2 separate regions of the Ovis aries genome follow, and region 2 is linked to region 1. Evidence: chromatin contacts called from public Hi-C data. All regions are on one chromosome and are shown on one strand. Each heading gives the region's core, a stretch centred on a gene start, on an enhancer-like site or on the middle of the called end of the contact. The rest is flanking DNA. Distances are from core to core; before and after follow the strand shown. Region 1 overlaps LOC132658697 (a long non-coding RNA gene). Region 2 overlaps LOC121818051 (a long non-coding RNA gene).

Region 1 (5,485 bases), core at 1,808-4,307:
GTGAACGGAGGCATGAGAAAGAACAGGCAATGTGACAGCTCACCCATCTGCTCAACATCACCACTTTCAACCTTCTTCTAAAATACAGAACAAGCCTAAAAAGAAAACAAACATAAAGCGTCCTTATTTATCATCTCCCTAGCCCATTAATTTCCGATACAGAAATCAAAACAGAGAATAAAAAAACCCTGATATGAAACGAATGAAAACAATAAATGTAGACTCTACCTTGCAAAAATGCCCTGTAGCCGTGCGTTACACAAATTAGGGGTTAGCACTCTCAACACGGAGCATGAAGCCCACAGATATCTACTCACAGCATCTTCCTTTCTATGTCACTGGTCTGCGTGCAAATCCCAGTTCTCCTAGTCAATACACTCGTGACATTTCTGTGGGTCATTTTCAGAGTGATAACGATACTCACTTTACAGGGTATGATGACTACATGAGCTAATATTTCTATACATATATATACACATACATCATTGAGACCAGTAACTACAAAGATCAAACACGATGAAACTATTTACTGCTGTGATTTTTGCTATCAGTAATTTCCGGAGACTGGTAGACACACAATTGAACAGTGTAGAAGGAAACTCCTTTTTTAAAAAAAAATTTTATTGGAGTATAGTTGCTTTACAATGTTGTGTTAGGGTCTGCTGTACAGCAAAGTGAGTGTGTGTGTGTGTGTGTGTGTGTGTGTGTATACACATATATATGCCCTTTCTGTGGGATTTCCTCCCCATTTAGGTCACCACAGAGCACCGAGTAGAGTCTCCTGTGCTATAGAGTAGATTCTCATTAGTTATCTATTTTACGCATAGCAGTGTATAAAATTTCAATCACGCATTCCTAAACCTAAGGCATAGGGTCAAGAAGAGTTCAGCTCATTTCTGTCCTCTCAGGCTTCACCTAGAAGGGAATGTATGCTCTAAGAACCCCAGAGGAAGGCCAGTTTTCCACATGCGGAAAACTGAGAAATTTCTATGATATTACATGGTCATCTTCTTAGAGAAATATTTTTCTGACATTGCTTGATTACTGTCTTCTTCACTATAAAAGACGGTCTCCAATTCTAGATTCTAAACACTATAAAATGACCAGTTTTAAAATATGCAACTAAAATCATGCCATTGTTGTTGTGAAACCTTACAACACTCTTTGAGGGAAATGGAGATACTATAGATTTCAGAACAAAAACTGAAACTAAAGACTCTTAAGTGTGTTGGGAAGCGGGATAACTCTCTGGAAGAAAGCACGTATTATCCTGCTGCTTCACAGGACTGGTTAAGCTGTAAAGCAGGGAAAGTTTAGCTTCCACATTTCTAATCTCCCTTTCTGTGCTGTCCACCCCCATCTTGGTGCCATCTCTTCTATCAGGAGAATGTTGCATTTTACATAATAAAAAAAAGAAAATGCCAAGGAAAGATGCTTGTTTCTCTCTCATGTTTTAAAATATCTGGGAATAGAAAGGTGGTTCCCATCAGTCATTAATGACTCAAGTTGTTCTCTCTCTGCCCTGACATCTCAGAAAGTTTCTTCTACCTCATGACTTAACATGGCTGCTGGAGCGCCTGCCTTTGTATCTGCCTTCCAGGTGATGGGAAGATAAGGGGAAATACAGACAATTTTGTTTTTATTTTAGAAGGCGTCCAAAAAATTTTTCTGCATATCTTTTACTTTCTACTGAATATGTCTTAATCACATAGCCTTCTTAGCTACGATGGAGGCAGAATAGACATGAAAGTGAAAGTGAAATCTCTCAGTCATGTCTGGCTCCTTGTGACCCCGTGGACTGTAGCCCACCAGGCCTCTCCGTCCACAGGAATTTCCTGGCAAAGATACTGGAGTGGATTGCCATTTCCTTCTCCAGGGGATCTTCCCAACCCAGGAATTGAACTCTGGTCTCCCTCATTGCAGGCAGATGCTTTACCCTCTGAGTCACCAGGGAAGCTCCTAGCAAAAAATAGAGTTCTGTTCAAAAAACAAAAAAGAAGGCCATGTATGCATTTTGAGGTAGGCAACAAAACACATTTATATTGTACCTTCCTTAAATAGTCTAATTTTCTCCCTGCCTTTCATGGTTCTCAACACTTTTCCTCCAGAAGGAATCCAAAACTCAGTCCATTGTATAAGAGACTGATAAAGGATGAAAGTATTAACCTGCCTAAGGAACGTGAGGTATAATAGGATTAAATCCTTCAGTCTAGTTATTAAGCATGATTAGTGAAATTCCAAGCAGGGGAGAGGCAAATGTGGGGAGCAGAGGCTGATGGGAGCAGCGTATAAGATCACATCACACGGGCAACTTGCTCCTCACCTTGTGCAGGGCAGCCTGCTCTAAACGCGCTATGTTATCTTCAGCTTGCAGCCACAGTGATACGGAAACAGTCCTGCCTTGATCAAAATAGCTGCTCTCAGACTAGAAGAAATACGACCTGTTCTCATAGTCAGTAGTAAATTCTTAAATGGGTTGCATTCTTTAAGTCTCCAGCAACCTATATCTCAAACTTTAGGCTTATATCAGAATTATCTGAATTTTGATAAAACACAGGTTGGAGGACTCCCAGAATTTCTGACTTGCAGATTTCAGGGTCGACCTGAACATCTGCTTTTCTAACAAGTTCCCAGGTGATGGCATTACAAGCTAAAGTTTGAGATCCTCTGGCTCATGGCACTTTCTTCTTTCTCTTGTTAGCAAGGATACCTTGAGACATAATCTATAATTCACCTCGCATTCAATGAAAAAGAGCTTTGCTTTCTGGAGGGGAAAACTTAAGCTCTTTATTATCATCTGAATATGAAGCAAAAAAAAAAAAAAAATCTAAGGCTGTTTTGAAGGCCTGCCTACCCCTCCCTCTCCAAAAACTTGCATAAAATTGTTTGCCTTTATTACAAAGGAAAACACTTCTTTTTGATCATTCTCTTGGATCAGTAAGTTTCAACTGAAATAGAACACAAATTCAGGTTTCAGGAGGAAAAACAGCAACATTACTACTGTTAAATGAAGGACATACTAAAAAATTCAGGATAGTTTGGGCCAAAAGACACAGGAAAGGAGACAGATGGCAACATTCCAAACAGGCTGCTGACTAACCAGGATTTTATCTGAGGGGAGACTGTTTCTGGGACCTGAAACTGGTTTGGTGTGTTTCTTTTTGTTTTTCTTTTTAATTTTTATTGAAATATAGTTGATTTACTACACTGTGTGGTTTTTGCATATTTCTAAGTGATGCTAACATCACTTAGAAATCACATCAGAAAGAGTCAGACACAACTGAGCGACTTTGACTTTCACGTGTCTAATTGAATCACTTTGCTGTACACTTGAAAAAAGGTGAAAGTCACTTTCGACTCTTTGTGGCCCCATGGACTAGAGCGTCCATGGAAATCTCCAGGCCAGGATACCGGAGTGGGTGGCCAGTTCCCTTCTCTAGGGGATCTTTCCAACCCAGGGATCGAACCCAGGCCTCCTGCATTGCAGGTGGATTTTTTATCAACTGAGCCTCCAGGTGTATTTCTTGAAACAAGTACACCATTGCAAATTAACTGTACTCCAACATGAAATAATTTTTTTTTAAAGTTCACGAGAGAAGAGAGCACTGGAAAAATGTTTCATACCAATCTGGATTCTTCTGCAAACAAATAGAAACAGAATGGTGGGATGGTTGTGTTCCTTTCCTCTGCCTGCCCATCGTAGACAGTTCTCACCTTCTCACTGAAACTCAGGATCTTCAGTCTTGAAGACAGGGAGCTGGGCTGGAGGCTCTGCAAGTTTTCTTTCTTTTCTAACACTCAGTGATCCGCAGATGAGTGTGCAGTTGATGAGTCGGTGCTGAGTACACGTGGAATCAACTCTCTTTCTGCGATCAATCGGCATGTATTTGAAGCTGTTGCCATTTGGGCTAGCCCCTGCCTGTTTGCAATAAACACAGGCAATATTTCTCACAAATAGCATGTGAAATAATAGACCAATTAATCCTATTTGAACAGCAAAAGGTGCCCGGGAAACCCATTTTATTTTTTCTTACCCAAAATTGCCCACCTCCATGACCACCAGCTCCATGGAGTAAGCCCTCCCTGGACCATGGCTGCCTGCTCTTTCCAAACAACATCAGAGCATGTCGGCGTGGTTATTGCTACTTTAAATCACGTTATCTGAACTCCTCATAATTAAGGATAGTTAACCAAGTCATTCCACTCCACATAGTGGGAGAGCCTGGCACTCCCTGGACACCTCCCCTCTTGTCTCTTCCTGATAAGGTCCTACAAACCCTCAGAGACTTAATCAGCTACCAGCTCCTGTTTCTCCGCCTCCTTGCACCACTAGCCTATGTGCTGCTTAACACCTTGGGTTTGCCTCCATGCTGGATTTGCTTGTAATTTTCTATTCTACAGCTGCTTCTGAGGCAGGAGGTAGATTCCTGCCCCCTCCCCACACACCTCCCATGGTAAAGTGATTGGAGGTTCATTCCTTGTGACTGAAACTCCAAAAAGAGAATAGCAGGACAATTGGGGGAGGAGGCTGGGCCCTGCCCAAACCTCATATTTCACATTCTCGAAGTCAGGAGACCTCCCTGACCACACATGCACAGAAAGGTTCCACAGAGGTCAAAGGCGAGTGATGTTAACTAATGCCAGGCTACCCATAGGCCTTTGTGGTAGAATCCATCTTGTCTAAGAGAGGCATGCACACACACACACACACATGGAGGGTCCTGAGAGATGCTAAAGGTAGATTATCAACCAGGCAAATCAAAATGATTTGCCAAAGGAAACCTGGAAGACGTACCCCATGTAAGTGACTTAAACTACCATGGGGGCATGACTCGGGGACTCTCTCTGAGTCTGTCATGTGCCTATCCACAGGTACTGTACCCTTTCTCCTCTTAGTAGTTTCTCACTCAGTCGTGTCCGACTCTTTGTGACCCCATGGACTGTAGCCTACCAGGCTCCTCCCTCCATGGGATTATCCAGGCAAGACTACTGGAGTGGGTTGCCGTTTCCTTGACCAACTTAATAAATGCTTTGCTTGCTTCACTACCTTCCGTCTTTGTGGAAATTCTTTTCTGCAAAGCCCAAGGGCTGGGGCTCGTCACTGACCACTGGTCTAGTGGCCAAGATTTGGTGTTCTCACCAAATTGACTGGGTTTTCAATCTCTGGCTGAGACCCCAAGCCCTGCTTCAAGCCAAGGCCACCTGAGACCATATCCTCCATCCACTCTGAGCTCCATGAATTCACCTCTGTGTCCCTCATGCCCATATTCTTGGAATGAATGAAGAAGCTCAGAGAGGGTATAGAGAGAGCTCACTCGAGGCAGCCAGCAATGCAGGCACAGTCTGAACATCTGGTATAAGGGGGAAAACGACCTTCCCAGAAAAAAGAAATCATTGTAGAATCTGTATCTTGGGGCAAATTACTTTGTAAGTCTTTCTCTCAATACACATTCAAATCCATCAAATCTTACTTGAATTTGTACCA
Region 2 (5,485 bases), core at 1,355-3,854, 150 kb after region 1:
AGTGGTGAACACATGTACAACCGAAGTGAGAAAAGGCAGATGGGATGAAGCTCGCACATGAACACTGGGGAATGCGTGAGTATTCAGCCATGTCCGACTCTTCTGCGACCCCATGGACTGCAGCCCTCCAGGCTCCTCTGTCCGTGGGATTCTCCAGGCAAGAGTACTCTAGCATTTCCTTCTCCAGGGGAATCTTCCCAACCTGCAGTTCCTGTGTCTCCTGCATTGGCAGGTGGATTCTTTACCTGCTGAGCCTTCAGAGAATCCTCATCAGTGCTTGCCTGGAGCCTTCCTGTGCCTGTAACCCCTGATGCTTCTTCTAAGACTTGAGCAACGCTCTCTCTAAAATGTTCGTCTTACTTTCCCCACAGAACCCACTTCATCCTCAGCACACGCTGGCGAGTGTCTTGAACGTGACCCACAAAGCTTTGACCTTTCAGTCCCTGACTCTGTGATTTTACCCCCTCCACCTGCTCCCTTGAACTTCACTCCCCAGCAATCCCAGCAGCTCGTCATTCCCTGGACACACTGGGCTGTGGTCATCCCTGGGCTGTTGTGAAAGCTTTCCTTTTCTCACCACACCCTTTGTCCCTCGACCCGCCTGGACGACTAGTAACTGTCAGGCTTTAACATCACCGGCTCCTCCTCTGCAAAGCTTCCATGGTTTAGACAAGCTGAATCGTGTTCCCTTGTGCCACCACTCTCTTTGGCATATGCTTATTTTTGTTGTTGTTCTGATCGGTTTACCTGTTTACTTTCCTATCTAGACTCCAATACTCTTGAAACCGTAGAACCATCTACTTCAACCTTGATGTCAAGTGCCCGCCCAGCGCCTGACATGCAGAAAATGCTCATTGCTTGTGGAGAGAATGAGTGAGTGAAGGGAGGAAGGAAGTTCATGGCTAAGCTTTAGGCTGGTATCCCCAACTTCTGGGACCTCATGCCTGATGATCTAAGGTGGACCTGATGTGATAGCAATAGAAAGAAAGGGCACAATAAATTCAATGTGCTGGAATCACCCTGAAACCTCCCCCGTGACCCCTGCCATCCATGGAAAAATTATTTTCTCTGGGGCCAGATAATTTGGGGACCACAGCTCTAGACTGTCTGTCTGTTCCAAATGCCTTTTAGGCTATGGTTCCATAGTCTGCTTTGTTTTCAAGATGGGGAAAGACGTAGGAGAAAAAAAGAACATCCCACACAAAAAGGGGTGAAGACGAATAACAAGAGCTGGCATGATGACTACATCCGCGGGCTGAGAGTGAGACAGAGGTAGGCAGTTTACGTCTATCCCCTAATTGCAATAGTTATTATGCAAGTCTTTTAAACAGCATCTTCAGTCTAGTGAAGCTGTATTTACTTCTCCAAACAGAGATGTTTATAAATACTGCCTAAGAAACAAACAAACAAAAAAGTCCCAAAACAAAACTAGCCATCATAACCTCCAGGGCCCGCAAATAAAACCTTTTCCTTGGGTCAGTTACACCAACACACTAATCACAAAGATCAAGTATTTATAGAACTAACCTAGTCACCAAAACTGAGTCACTTCAACCACATGAGTAACACTCTTGTGTAGAAAATCCACAAAAACCTTTTGACCTGAAACTGTAAGTACCGCTTCTGGTTTCAAAAACATTGCATCTTCAACACAGTTTATACGTATTCACCTTAGACTGATTCCATTTCTCCTGATTTCACTCTTTTAACAAGAAACCTACAAGTTAGATATTTATGTTGATATTCCTTTCACATCTGTATGCTAAATATGTATCAAATACTAAATATAAGAAACATCCTAGTTCATAGATCCAATAAACTATTTAACCTGGAAAGGACCTTGGAAACCATCTGATCCAACCTTCTGATTCTACAGACTGAAAAATGGAAGGGAAGAGTGGCTTATTGTCTATTTAAAGTCATGTGATGGGAGAAGTAGGGTGAAATTCAGGTTTCCTGAAGCCAAGGTCAGGATAATTTCACTTAAGTTACCGGGCACAGAACAAAACATGGGAAATGCTGAAGATCATGTAAAGTTTACACATATATAGATGGAAAGACAAGTATTTACTGTTAAATAATAAATTCAGCTGTTGCTTCTAGCATAAAATAAAAGACTATAACTTTGGTAGAACATTTTTATTAGATACAATATCAATATACTTCTTGATAGCTCAATATATTCCATCATGTATATATATATACACACATATGAATAATAGAGGGCTTCCCAAATGGCTCAGTGGTAAAGAATCCATCTGCCAATGCAGGAGATGCAGGTTTGATCTCTGGGTCCGAAAGATCCCGTGGAGGAGAAATGGCAACCCACTCCAGTCTCCTTGCCTGGGAAATCCCCATGGACAGAGGGACCTGGCGGCCTACAGTCCATGGACAGCCCCCCCCCCCCCCCACCAACACACACACACACAAACACACATAATAATAATAATAGCGAAATATATTTCACTATATAGTGCCTTTTTTTTTTTTTTTTAGTTTTGAGAAGGCAAAACATGAATACAAGCGTTAGTAATACTTCAGGAGTTCACTCAAGGTCCCTAGAACCAAGGGCATATTTTTCTCCTGTAACAGAGTTGGAAAGGGCGCCCTCTTGTGTTCTTTCAGTGTCATAGACTCTTCTGCCTTACAAACTGCCCCCACCTCCTTTAAGAATGCCCTCTGTTCCTCCCCAGCGAGGACATTGGAGTTTGAAACATAAAATACCCCTCTTGCCACTCATATCTGAATGCTACATGTACCAAGGATAAGTCAAACCATACATATGGGTAGCGAGTCTTCATACTTATGCCTGACTTCCTTAGCTGTATTCACGCGTGGTAATTCTTTCTCTCTCAGCCGTGAGTGCACAGTACCACCGTCATTTCAGATGAGAAGAGAAAACAGAAAAGTAGTTTCTTTTAGGCACAAATGAATTGCTGCTTGAATGTGTTATTTAATTGGTTTTTCAGGAGTGGTATCAGCCCAAGCTACTCTATTCCTTTGGGGATCATTAGCTATCCATTTGTTAATTTAGTTAATGCATTAAACCAGTCAATAAATCCTTTAGAAGCCTCTAATTTTCACAAAGAAGCATAGTAGTAGTGCATGGAATATAAAAAAGAAGACACTACACCTGTCCTCGACAAAGATCCATATAGTCAAAAGCAATGGTTTTCCCAGTAGTTAAATCCGGAAGTGAGAGCTGGACCGTGAAGAAGGATGAGTGCTGAAGAACTGACGCTTTCAAATTGTGGTGCTGCAGACTGCAAGCAGATCAAACCAGTCAGTCCTAAAAGAAATCAGTCCTGAATATTCATTGGAAGGACTGATGCTGAAGCTGAAACTCCAAAATTTAGGCTACCTGATGTGCACAGCCAATTCATTAGGAAAGACCTGGATGCTGGGAAAGACGGAGGGCAGGAGGAGAAGGGGGCAGCAGAGGATGAGATGGTTTGACAGCATCACTGGCTCAACAGACATGAGTCTGAGCAAACTGCAGGAGACGGTGAAGGACAGGGATACCTGGCACTGCAGTCCACGGGGTGGCAGAGTCAGACATGACATCACAACTAAACAATAGCAGCAGGTGTCCTCAAGAAACTTACCATGCATTGGAAGAAGAAAGATCTGATTCAACATGAAAGAGGACAGCTTGCATAAAGTGACCCTCAGAAGCTGGAAGAGCTTAGAGGAAGAAACTTCCTGCTTAGCTCTGGAGAGCAGGGAAGTGTTTATCCAGAATGTGGCTTGTCAGCAGACTTTCAGAAGTTATGTGGGGAACTTCCTCCAGTGGTTAAGATTCTGTGTTCCCAAAGCTGGGAGAGGCACATGTTCGATCCCTGGTCAGGGAACTAAAATCCTGCATTCCACTCTGCATGAGTGAAAAAAAAAAAAAAAGGTGGAGCCGAAAATGGAATTGATTCCAGACTTGTTGGAATAAGAACATGTACAGAGAAGCTCCTGCCGGGCCAGGAGGAGGCCTAGAGTCATTGCCAGGAGGCTGTGAGGATGCAACAGAAGGCCTCACCCATGTAGCACCCAGAGGGCACCGGAATCAAACGCATGACCTTGCTTTTATTTGCAGCATTGTATTCTAATCTTTGGCACTGGCAGAGCCTGAAGAATGGAGAGACAGTGACAGGCGGGTGATTCACAGGTGCATGGACTGGAATGCCACACGGTGACCTTTGAATAGAGGGGCTGACAGCTCATCTATGGAATCTCTCTGCCCCTAGCTATGCTTGGGTGTTATTTTTTTTTTTTTAATCAAACTACACTCAACTACACTCAAATATCAGTTATCTGCACTAAGGAAACAACTGTAGAACAGGTTGTCCAATAGTCCTTCCTTTTAGTCTTTGGAATGCGTTATGTAATGGGGATTTGAAGAAGAGAATTCTTTCCCCGATTCATTTATTTCAGACTCATATGAAAACTGCTATGCCCTTCCTTGTGGAAACCTTGGACTGCCTGGTACTAAAGATTTTCATGAACAATCTGTGGTGGAATTGATCCCCTCTCACTAATGGATATCACTTGCCTACCGTCACTTTTATCTAATTACATTATTTTGTGTTAACAAAAGGGAATGTTTCTGTATGAGTGCCAGGACAAGAAATGTCACCTCCTAACCTCTGGCCCAGATCCACCTGAGTTCCACCGGGATGGAACTCTAGTTTCCATCTGAGCTCACTGCATCCTTGAGGTGGTGTCCCTGGACAAACTCTTCAACATGTTTACTTCCTTATTCTGCTGTGACTGCATTTCAGTTTCCTGATTATCAATATTTAATGTGTTTTTTTCACATTTGGCAAATCCTTCTGTTCTCCACCTCCCATTTGATGACTCCTCCACACCTTGTCCTCCTAGCAGCAGGGGACCTTTGAGAGAAGAGAGAAGTTGCTCAGTCATGTCCGACTATTTGTGACCCCATGGACTGCAGCCTACCAGGCTCCTCAGTGCTTGGGATTTTCCAGGCAAGGGTACTGGGGCGGGCACTGGAGTACTGGAGAAGGAAGTGCCATTTCCTTCTCCAGGGGATCTTCTCAACCCAGGGATCAAACCCAGGTCTCCCGCATTGCAGACAGATGCTTTACTATCTGAGCTACCAGGGTATGGCCTTTGAGAGTAGCCCTTATAAATAAAAGCTGAGGGATGGTCTTGGGTTAACACGATTGATAAGCAAGAGGGGGGTATGCACTTTAAAGAAATGAACCCAAACTAATGATTTACCTTAAAGTAATAGGCTAAGTTGTTCTGCATAATACAACACAGTCATTTTCTCCTGATCCCCAGCTAGCATCACTAGCAACCTGTTTGCTCCCTGAGAAATTGCTGCAGACGTAGCTGCACCCCAAGGATTCCAGCTGCCTGGCAAGGACAGACAGAACGCACTCTGCAACACGGCTGCCCCCTCGTGGCTGACCAGGTGCAGTGCCTTCTGGTGGAGGATTCCAGCTTCCTGATAGGAAGCTGCAGCTAAGAT

Evidence for each region. Hi-C and Micro-C count contacts between places; a contact is called where the count stands out from the background.
Region 2: a contact with region 1 is called in a Hi-C map of liver, with 9 times the contacts expected there. The contact joins two enhancer-like sites. A contact is called at or near these places in 15 of 16 Hi-C or Micro-C datasets (blood, hypothalamus, liver and 7 more).

What each region holds. Positions count from the first base shown.
Region 1 is chr26:34,483,599-34,489,083 of ARS-UI_Ramb_v3.0, forward strand. It overlaps LOC132658697 (a long non-coding RNA gene), which reads right to left. Exons shown (of 3, transcript XR_009598628.1): 3 at 1-5,485. Among named protein-coding and RNA genes, the nearest start is that of IDO2, 79 kb to the left of the region's middle. Within about 2 kb of position 3,058, at least 3 of the 54 cell types and tissues checked have an H3K27ac peak or open chromatin away from gene starts, as enhancers often do. A contact at or near this core is called in liver, where this site is marked.
Region 2 is chr26:34,637,032-34,642,516 of ARS-UI_Ramb_v3.0, forward strand. LOC121818051 (a long non-coding RNA gene) reads left to right here. Exons shown (of 2, transcript XR_009598634.1): 1 at 1-1,272; 2 at 5,296-5,485. Among named protein-coding and RNA genes, the nearest start is that of TCIM, 47 kb to the left of the region's middle. Within about 2 kb of position 2,605, at least 4 of the 54 cell types and tissues checked have an H3K27ac peak or open chromatin away from gene starts, as enhancers often do. A contact at or near this core is called in liver, where this site is marked.